2 separate regions of the Manis pentadactyla genome follow, and region 1 is linked to region 2. Evidence: chromatin contacts called from public Hi-C data. All regions are on one chromosome and are shown on one strand. Each heading gives the region's core, a stretch centred on a gene start, on an enhancer-like site or on the middle of the called end of the contact. The rest is flanking DNA. Distances are from core to core; before and after follow the strand shown.

What was found. A called contact is a pair of places that touch in the nucleus more often than the background predicts.
Region 1: a contact with region 2 is called in a Hi-C map of skin fibroblasts, with 5 times the contacts expected there. The contact joins the promoter of LOC118918526 here to the promoter of LSM5 in region 2. A contact is called at or near these places in 3 of 3 Hi-C or Micro-C datasets (blood, fibroblasts and skin fibroblasts).

The regions. Positions count from the first base shown.
Region 1 is chr7:105,350,510-105,354,945 of mManPen7.hap1, forward strand. It overlaps LOC118918526 (retinitis pigmentosa 9 protein), which reads right to left and starts at 1,872. Exons shown (of 6, transcript XM_036897461.2): 1 at 1,572-1,872. The coding sequence starts at 1,723.
Region 2 is chr7:105,173,275-105,177,822 of mManPen7.hap1, forward strand. LSM5 (LSM5 homolog, U6 small nuclear RNA and mRNA degradation associated) reads right to left here and starts at 2,463. Exons shown (of 5, transcript XM_036897511.2): 1 at 2,336-2,463; 2 at 1,089-1,184; 3 at 776-803; 4 at 8-80. The coding sequence starts at 2,381.

The DNA.
Region 1 (4,436 bases), core at 622-3,121, 180 kb after region 2:
AGCACATGGAATTCAGGAATAGGTTTCAAGGCAGAAGAGTGGTAAAGGAAGTCCCAGAGCAATTGTTATACACCAGATCTGGAAAGTAACCAATGACTATTTGAAGACAACAGATGGAATATTCTAAATAACAATAAGCCTATTAATGATATGATTATAGGAACATGTGGAAGAAGTACTTCAGCTTTTGGAGGCTTCAGGGAAAAAACAGAAGTTGATAATAGAAAATGAAGCAAATGCAAAATTGACGCTCTTACTAAATACTTGAAAGTTATACTAGAGAGCAAAAAAAAATCATAAAACACTATTTGGCTCAAAAGTAAACAATATAGCATAGTTATAATATTAATATGAAAATTGATTTAACAAAATTACTATAATAGAGCTATTGAAGGATGGAAATAAGATCAGCCAGGAGAACTAAATCATTATCTACTACTACAAGAAGTTAATAGACAAAGTCTAAAATGGTTACATCAAAGAAAGTAGTATAAGCATAAAATTTACAAATATGCAGTTAAACCCAAGAACTAAAAACTGAAAGAGTTTGCACATGGAAGCCTTGGCCTTGTTGGGGGTGTGGAAAGGTTGTGCATGAGTGGGATGGGGGTGGGGGCTCAACTGGACAGGCCACCAATTTTTGTAGTATTTTTAGTAATATTTGAGTTTTAAAAGTGTATAACAGGATGAATACAAGTTAATTTAAAATAAAAAAATCTGAAACAGAAACTATTTATGGAATAACTCAGTGAACACCAAACAGAAAAGTTTGCCTTCTAAAGCTAATTACAGGATGACAGAATCACAGAAAAGAACAGTTCATTATTCCAAACGCCCACCTGATGTTTAAACCTCCCTTGCAACCTGCCCTTCTCTCAGTGGTTATCGGGACTCTTCTTGAACCCCTGGGGCTGGGGCAGCAGTGCCTCTGGGTCAGGCCGTGCTGACCAGCAAGAGTGAACGACTCTCGCCCTAACTCTTCTTGAGTGATACTGGCCTCCGTGCGGCTCCCACCCGACCATCCCCTCACCCCATTCTCTGGTTCTCCCCTGCTCACCACGCTAACGTTACAGGGCTGGGTTTTTCCTCTTCCCGTAACAGCGGGGGAGGAAGAGAATGGGGAGGTTACCCAGCCCCTAGTGCGTCCTTGGAACTGAAAAACCCGAAAGGACAGCGAGCAGAGCGCTCAGGTCCCGCCTCACGGATCCAGTCCCCGGATCCGGTCCGAGCGCCCGATCCCCGGCGCCCAAGCCGGCACGTACGCCGCGGGGTCAGGGAGACCCCCGCCGCCTCCGCGCTCAGGCCGGGCCCCCCACCCGCGTCCCCCGCCGCGGGCACGAGCGACGGGGGCGGGGCCTGCTCTTCCCGCCGCGAGGCCGCGCCCGGGCGCCCGGGCAACGGACCTTCCTTCTCCGCCGAGGGGCGCCGGGAGCCCGGTGTCTGCGCCGCCCCGCAGACGACCGGCCCGCGTGCCCGCTCGCGAGTCTCCGAGGGCCCGGCCTGGCGCGCCCCCACGGCGCCCGGGCGATGTCCGTTCCCGGCGGAAGGCCGCAGGGCGGGCGGGTACTCACAAGGACTCCAGGTGCTGGAGCTGCTGCAGCTGCTGCGCGTCGTGCCGTCGCCGCTTCTGCTCCCGGCGCTGCTGCAGCTCCTGCTCCGGCGGCTCCCGCTGCCGCCGTGCGCCCGCGGCCCCCGCGTCGTCACGCCGCGGCCGGGACGACATTGCGGCCCCTGGCGCAGCCGAGGCGGCGGCAAGACGGCCCTTCCTCCGCGCCGCGCCCGCTCGGCCCGCAGCGCCCCCTCCCGCCTTCGCTCCGCGGCCGCCCGGGCAGGGGGCCGGTGTCCCCGCCAAGGCTGCTTGTCCCCCGCCTCCCCACACACTGGCTGGGCCGCCTCCCCGCCACGCGGCCCCAAGGCCGAGCTGGGAGCACCCAGGCCCTCGCCGCCAGACCGCCTGGTGCCGGAGGTCGGAGCGCGCCCCCTGGCGACGGCCGGGGACTGAGGATGCGGGGGGGGGAGCCTGGGGCTCCTCTGCGGGCCAGGGCCGCCTACCCTTGCGGCCTCCACCCCTGGAGGCCACGAACCTGTGCAGGTCATCACTGTCTTGCCCAGTGGCCAGGCACACGAGAGCTGCTCGTTACATGTACTGGATTCATTCAATTTGCAAGAAAGCAAGACTCCATAGAGACTCCCCGTTTTCCAGAGCATGCGAAGCATGGTTAAGACAGTTGATGGTTTATTTAGACACATCTTGGGTGCTGGAAATGAAAATTAAAGCTAATATATATTGACCACTTTTTATGTGCTGTCATTGTCTAAGCGCTTAAGAGTTAGTATTAAAACCTAAGACGTGCTGTTACCATGCTTATATATTACCTTTATTTTGAGGAAGTCGAGAGAATTGAGACGTGCCCAAGGATGCAGAAGTGTTAAGTTGTGGAGCCAGATGGAAAAGTCTTAGGTTCTGAGCTGGGTTATATTTTGAAACCGTATTTGATATGTGAAGTTATGATACTTGTTTTAGCTTTAACGTAATGGAAGAAACCACAGAGGAAGCAAAAGTAACAGCATATGGACTATTTCCCTCAAATGTGGCATTCAGTATGGTTAATACCTAACATATATGAAGAGCTCTTTCATATTAGAGAAAATGCAAATACGCATACATACAAAAGGCTATGAACAGACATACAATGTTACACTGACATGTCCCAGAACTTGGAAATTGGGTTTCCCTCTGAAGGAAGAACTGGTGTGTGAATCAATTCAGCTATTAATGTAAATTAACTGGGCCAGTAAATGGCCTGAATACCGTGCAGAACATCCTCATCTGGACAAGACTAAGACTATAGTTACAGGAAGATGTGATGGGAAACAAAATGCAACTTAAATGTTACATAAGGAAGATGGTGGACAGGATTTTTCATCAAACCACGTGGTGACTCCAGGTGTGCTGTCAGTACTGGGGATGGGAGAATTTCTTGGAACTTCTTGGAGACGTAAGGAGAGGGAACACTGCTGGAAACAAATTTCTCCTTCACATTTGCCTGCAGTCCACTTAGGTGGACTTTTCAGGGGATGTTTTTCTTAATGCTGGTCTTTATCCCAGCTCAGTGGGTACCAAGCTAAAGTTAACAGCTTACCTGCCTTAGCCTCTGGGGTTTACTGCTTTTGGAAGATCTGACTCATGAATCCTCTTTTATTTCAGGCTCAATGAAAAGAGGAATTATTTCTTTACAGCCCTGCTTGTTTGATTTTTCCCTCGTAACATTTCAACTTCCTGTATAGAGGGGGATAGGACAGAACCAGGTTTTCTGATTTTCATTCAGACCAATCCTTTTTCAGATCCCCTTTCCCTCCTGCATGCTGCTCCACACCTCTATCCTGTCCTTAGAACTTTCGGGTGTTTTTATGTCCTTCTAATTGTGTCACATTCTTTTTTTTATCTTAGTCCTCTATTCTCACTGATTCACTATTTTTCTCTTCTTACTTTCTCACTCCCCCTGCCCCATTTTTATTCTAGTATCTCATGCCTACTCACCTCTTCTCCCCATCTTTCTGAGCTTTTAGTCTACTCTTGACTCTTCTTGACTAACGAGTCAGTTTTTAGACTTGGGACATCCTCAAAAAGTCACCCACAGAAATTTAATGGAAATACTTTCTAAGTTTCAGCTTGATTTTAATTAGTTCTTAGGATAACGTTGTCACTAAAACCAAGAGGTAAACTTTCTCTTTGGTAGATTGCTACAGGTATCAAATTCATAAAATGTCTTTAAGGATTCAAAGAGATATTGGAGAGCACATGTACTGTTTGATCAGACAATTAACATGTTAAAAGGAATGACAAGAAATCAAACCACTTGGAGCCTTAAAAAGCAAAATGGAAGCAGCAGCCAAGCACTCAGCCTGTCTCTTTTCAGATGTCTACCTCCCTGTCCTGGAGTGTCTTCTCTTTTACAGTATCACAGGATTTTTTAAATTGAAAGAAGTCTTAGAAACTGACGCATAGATTGCTGTCATGTATTGCCTAGTCACAGTGGGACGTTTGCTCTTCAGTCACAATACAGGAGTGGAAGCTAGAGGGTATTATGTTCAGTGAAATAAGCCAGGCAGAGAAAGACAAGTACCAAATGATTTCCCTCATTTGTGGAGTATAATGACAAACCAAAACTGAAGGAACAAAACAGCAGCTGACCCACAGACTCCAAGAAGGGACTAGTGGTTACCAAAGGGAAGGGGGTGGAAGGGAGAAGGGGATTGAGGGGTATTATGATTAATTAGTACACATGGTGTGGGGGGGTCACGGGGAAAACAGTGTAGCACAGAGAAGACACGTAGGGACTCTGCGGCATCTTACTACACTGATGGACAGTGACTGCATGGGGTATGGAGGGGACTAGATAATATGGGTTGATGTAGTAACCACATTGCTTTTC
Region 2 (4,548 bases), core at 1,213-3,712:
GTCTTACCATTGTTATATTATTTCCATTAAGCAAAATCTGATCTAATTTAGTAATCCTTCTTCCTTCCGGTGTGATTTCACTAGATGAATAGATACAACAGAGTCAGGATAAATAATAATAATCAAAGCCACCATTCTGATCCCTAAACAAGATTATTCTTGTACATAAATCAATGTGAGGTCAGACAATTTTATCAGTTCTCAAACACAAGGGATATCCACTAGGTGATGTACATTCTTCCTGAACTGATTAACCTAAGATTCACATCCACTAGGACTTATCTCTATAAAAGCTGAAACTTGCTCACAAGATCAAATATGAAATTAAATGTTTACTAGCTCAATTTTTACAATTGCTTACTACCAATTCCTTTCTGTTAAATCAATCTATCAATCTTTACTCAATTCAATTTTGAAAGCCGAAATGCTGGTCATGATCTTTATAACTAATACAATGGAGCCATCATTTACATTTTATTATGCTGTTAAAACACTCTTATTATCAGTTACCTGATTTGACCTGAGCCCTAAGGTTCCTGGCTGTTTTTAGTATGTTCTACCTTAAATTGCTGTCTCCACTAATTTCCTAGCAATTTAGTAGTAATTACATTACAGTAATATGGTAATAATCCTCTGAAATTTTACTGGTATTAGTAAATAAAATTTATTAAAGGTAATTCCAATGTTTCCTCATAAATCATTTTAGACACATTAATGCTGAAATTGCTTTAAATTAAAGAGATTTCCCAATTCTTTAATTTTTAACACTACTCACAACTCAGTGACATCCTCCAGTACCATATCTGAAATAAGGCGTTAAGAAAACAAACATAACAGGTTGAATTTACTCTGGCTTCTGCCTTTATTCAGGTTTAATTATAACACTCAAAACAATGTCTCAAATTCATAATATTTGTAGTTGGTAGGAACTTTTTTTAGTACACACACCTCTTAAAATGCTATCACATGTTCCCTGAGAATAAATTAATTCTTATTATAATAATTACTAAATACTGATTATCTATAGTTCTTCTGTTCTTAAATAACAGAAGAAAAACCCATACCATCACCACCTTTTAAAAGGATACTGACAAAGTCGTCAAATCCTAGAAGCGTGCCAACAATTTCCTTATCACTCTTCATCACAATGTGAATTCTCGATCCTATACATTTGTCCACAAGCTCTATGGATATATTTTTTTTAAAGGAAAAAAAGTGGGGGAGAGGGAAAAGATTATTTTACCCATTCATTTACTTCAACAATTATTTGAGCGCCTACTAGCACTTGTTACTTGCATATGGTAAAAGATAAACTAAGAGAAGTGTTCATTCAAAAAACTTTATAGAGCTTAAACATTTCTCTGTTCAATCATTAACAGAAGTTTCCCCTGTTTGCCACTTACCTATCCTTTGTAGAAATTTATGGTCTTTGTGGTTTTATATTTGTCTGATTAACATATGAACTCCTCCTTTAAAATCTAAACTCCAAGAGAGCTGAGACCTGGTTGTTTTTTGCACATTACTGTATCCCCAATGGACAGTCCCTGGCACACACTAGGAATTCAAAAAGAGTATGTCAAATAAATGAAGGAATGAAAACCTTCAATCACTGACACATCAGCTAACTCACTCTTCAGCTACGAATTAGGAAGAGAGGCATAATTGCCTTCATCAGATATTCCTTCCTGTTAGTACCTCTGCTTTGACAGCAGCTTGAACATCTCTAGCCGGCTTAGCATTATTTGTTATGTTATTTGTCCAGTATTCTATGTACTTCACTGGTTCGTGTTATTATTTTAAGGCAATGGCCGTGATTTAAATGTGAATACTGCCAAGCCACTGTCTGGTACACAGACGCTCAACAACTCTTTGGTTAAAGAAAGGCAAACGGAACTGGTTTCCAGATCCTTCTTTTAAGGGTCATTCTACACTGCACTGCTTCTCTTAATAACCGGCCGGATACAGAACAGGGTGTAATCTGGGGAACTTAAAAAAATGCCAAGTTGAGGACTGGGACTGCTACCCGTGAACGTGGTAGGCGAGCGCACAACAACGAAGGCCGACCACGCATTCATAAATTATAGACCGTTTCCGTGACGACTTGGTTTGGGGAGTCACAAGTCTCTCCCTCAAGGAGCCTTACCACGCTGAAGAGACATGGGCGGCCCACGGCCGCAGAGACTTGGGGCCTGGAGACACGCCGCGGAAGGAGAAAGCAGCTGGCCGGTTACGCTTCCCTAACACTCGGCCAGGGGCTGCCTCGGCCGCAGCCCCTAAACCCCCAACCATAAGCTCCAGCTCCCTCCCGCCCCGCTCCCCACAGGACGGGAGTTACCAAGAGGTAGTAGCTGCGACGGGTTTGTGGTCGCGTTAGCCGCCATGGCTACGCCGGAAATGGCCTGCTTCCATCCACAGAGGGGCGGTGAGTTTGAAAGAGCGCGCTTCCGCTTTTTTCCGCAGCGCGGACAGGCTCGACCAATCTGAGGCCGAGTGTGCGATCGGTCCAGTCCACGTGGGTCTTGCCAAGTAATTTCCCGGGCACTGTGAACCCGGGAAAAGTAACAGGCCATTGAACATTCTGCGGGCCTGACAGATACCCACTTTCCCCTCAAAGTTTCTGGGAGACGTTAAAAATATCCTGCCTTGAAGAGCTGAATAGACACTTCTCCAAAGAAGAAATTCAAATGGCCAACAGGCACATGAAAAGATGCTCCACATCGCTAATCATCAGAGAAATGCAAATTAAAACCACAATGAGATATCACCTCACACCAGTTAGGATGGCCAACATCCAAAAGACAAACAACAAATGCTGGCGAGGATGTGGAGAAAGGGGAACCCTCCTTCACTGCTGGTGGGAATGTAAATTAGTTCAACCATTGTGGAAAGAAGTATGGAGGTTCCTCAAAAAACTCAAAATAGAAATACCATTTGACCCAGGAATTCCACTCCTAGGAATTTACCCTAAGAATGCAGCAGCCCAGTTTGAAAAAGACATGTGCACCCCTATGTTTATTGCTGCACTATTTACAATAGCCAAGAAATGGAAGCAACCTGAGTGTCCAGTAGTAGATGAATGGATAAAGAAGATGTGGTACATATACACAATGGAATATTATTCAGCCATAAGAAGAAAACAAATCCTACCATTTGCAACAACATGGATGGAACTAGAGGGTATTATGCTCAGTGAAATAAGCCAGGTGGAGAAAGACAAGTACCAAATTATTTCACTCATCTGTGGAGTATAAGAACAAAGAAAAAACTGAAGGGACAAAACAGCAGCAGATTCACAGAACCCAAGAATGGACTAACAGTTACCAAAGGGAAAGGGACTGGGGAGGGTGGGTGGGAGGGGAGGGATAAGCGGAGAAAAGGGGCATTACAATTAGCACACATAATGTAGGGGGGTGGGGGGACACGGGAAAGGCAGAACATACAGAGAAGACAAGTAATGATTCTATAGCATCTTACTACACTGATGGACAGTGACTGTAATGGGGTATGTGGGGGGGGACTTGATAATAGGGGGAGTCTAGTAACCATAATGTTGGTCAAGTAATTGTACATTAACGATACCAAATATATATATATCCTGCCTTGTTAATAAATTCTTCTTCTAACCCGGAAGGCTTCTCAAAATACGGAAACCTTTGAGTTGTCTCATTTTCCACTATAAGGTTGCATCTCACTTCAAACCAAGATCTTTCTTAAAACCAGTATAAATCAATTCGATTTTCCCACCACAAATTCATTGTGTTGCAATTTCGTAAAAGCCATTCATTTTCTTAAGGAATTACTGTTTTTAAAGTCCAGCGGACTAAAAACCCACAACCAACATTTAAAAAAAATTTTTCTAGCGTGGGAATTTAAGATATGTTTTCTATTTATTTCTACCACCTTATTTATTTCATTGTTCTTATTTTACTATATCTAGAAGTCTAATTCATTAGGACTTTGTATTTACTTTCTTCAGCCAACACATACTGTCTAACAAGCAACCAACCACCAGATGTCTCTCTATGTTAATGTTAATGTCATCACACTTAAGAACCCTTAACGCTTTTTGCACTTGCTGTTTTGAAAAAAGAGAACAAATTCTCGGCCTTACTCTCTTTTATATTTGTATGCAAGGATCTTAAAGGTGGAGGATCAAAACAGCAGAGGCCAGAAAAACATCATTCATTCATACACAACAAATAGTTGTAAAGCACCATCATTTATTCATTAAAGAATTACTTATTAGTTGCAAACTATTTGACTAGCATTTTGCTGAGTACAAAACTGTACAAAACAACTACAAGGTTTTCTGCCCTTGTAGGAGCTGAAGATTGAATGGGGAAGAAAGACAATGAACAAACATTATGTACATGGCTCGTAAAATTTAATATATACAGCAAAAGACCTCTTTCAGCATCAGGGACCCTAGAGAATTAGTTATGATTTACCACAAATGTCAGCGAGGAGGTTCAGAAAGCCCTCATAAATGGGCCCTACATTTCAAAGCTCCCTAGAATTCAGCCTTCTAAATACCAAGCCAATCCTGGC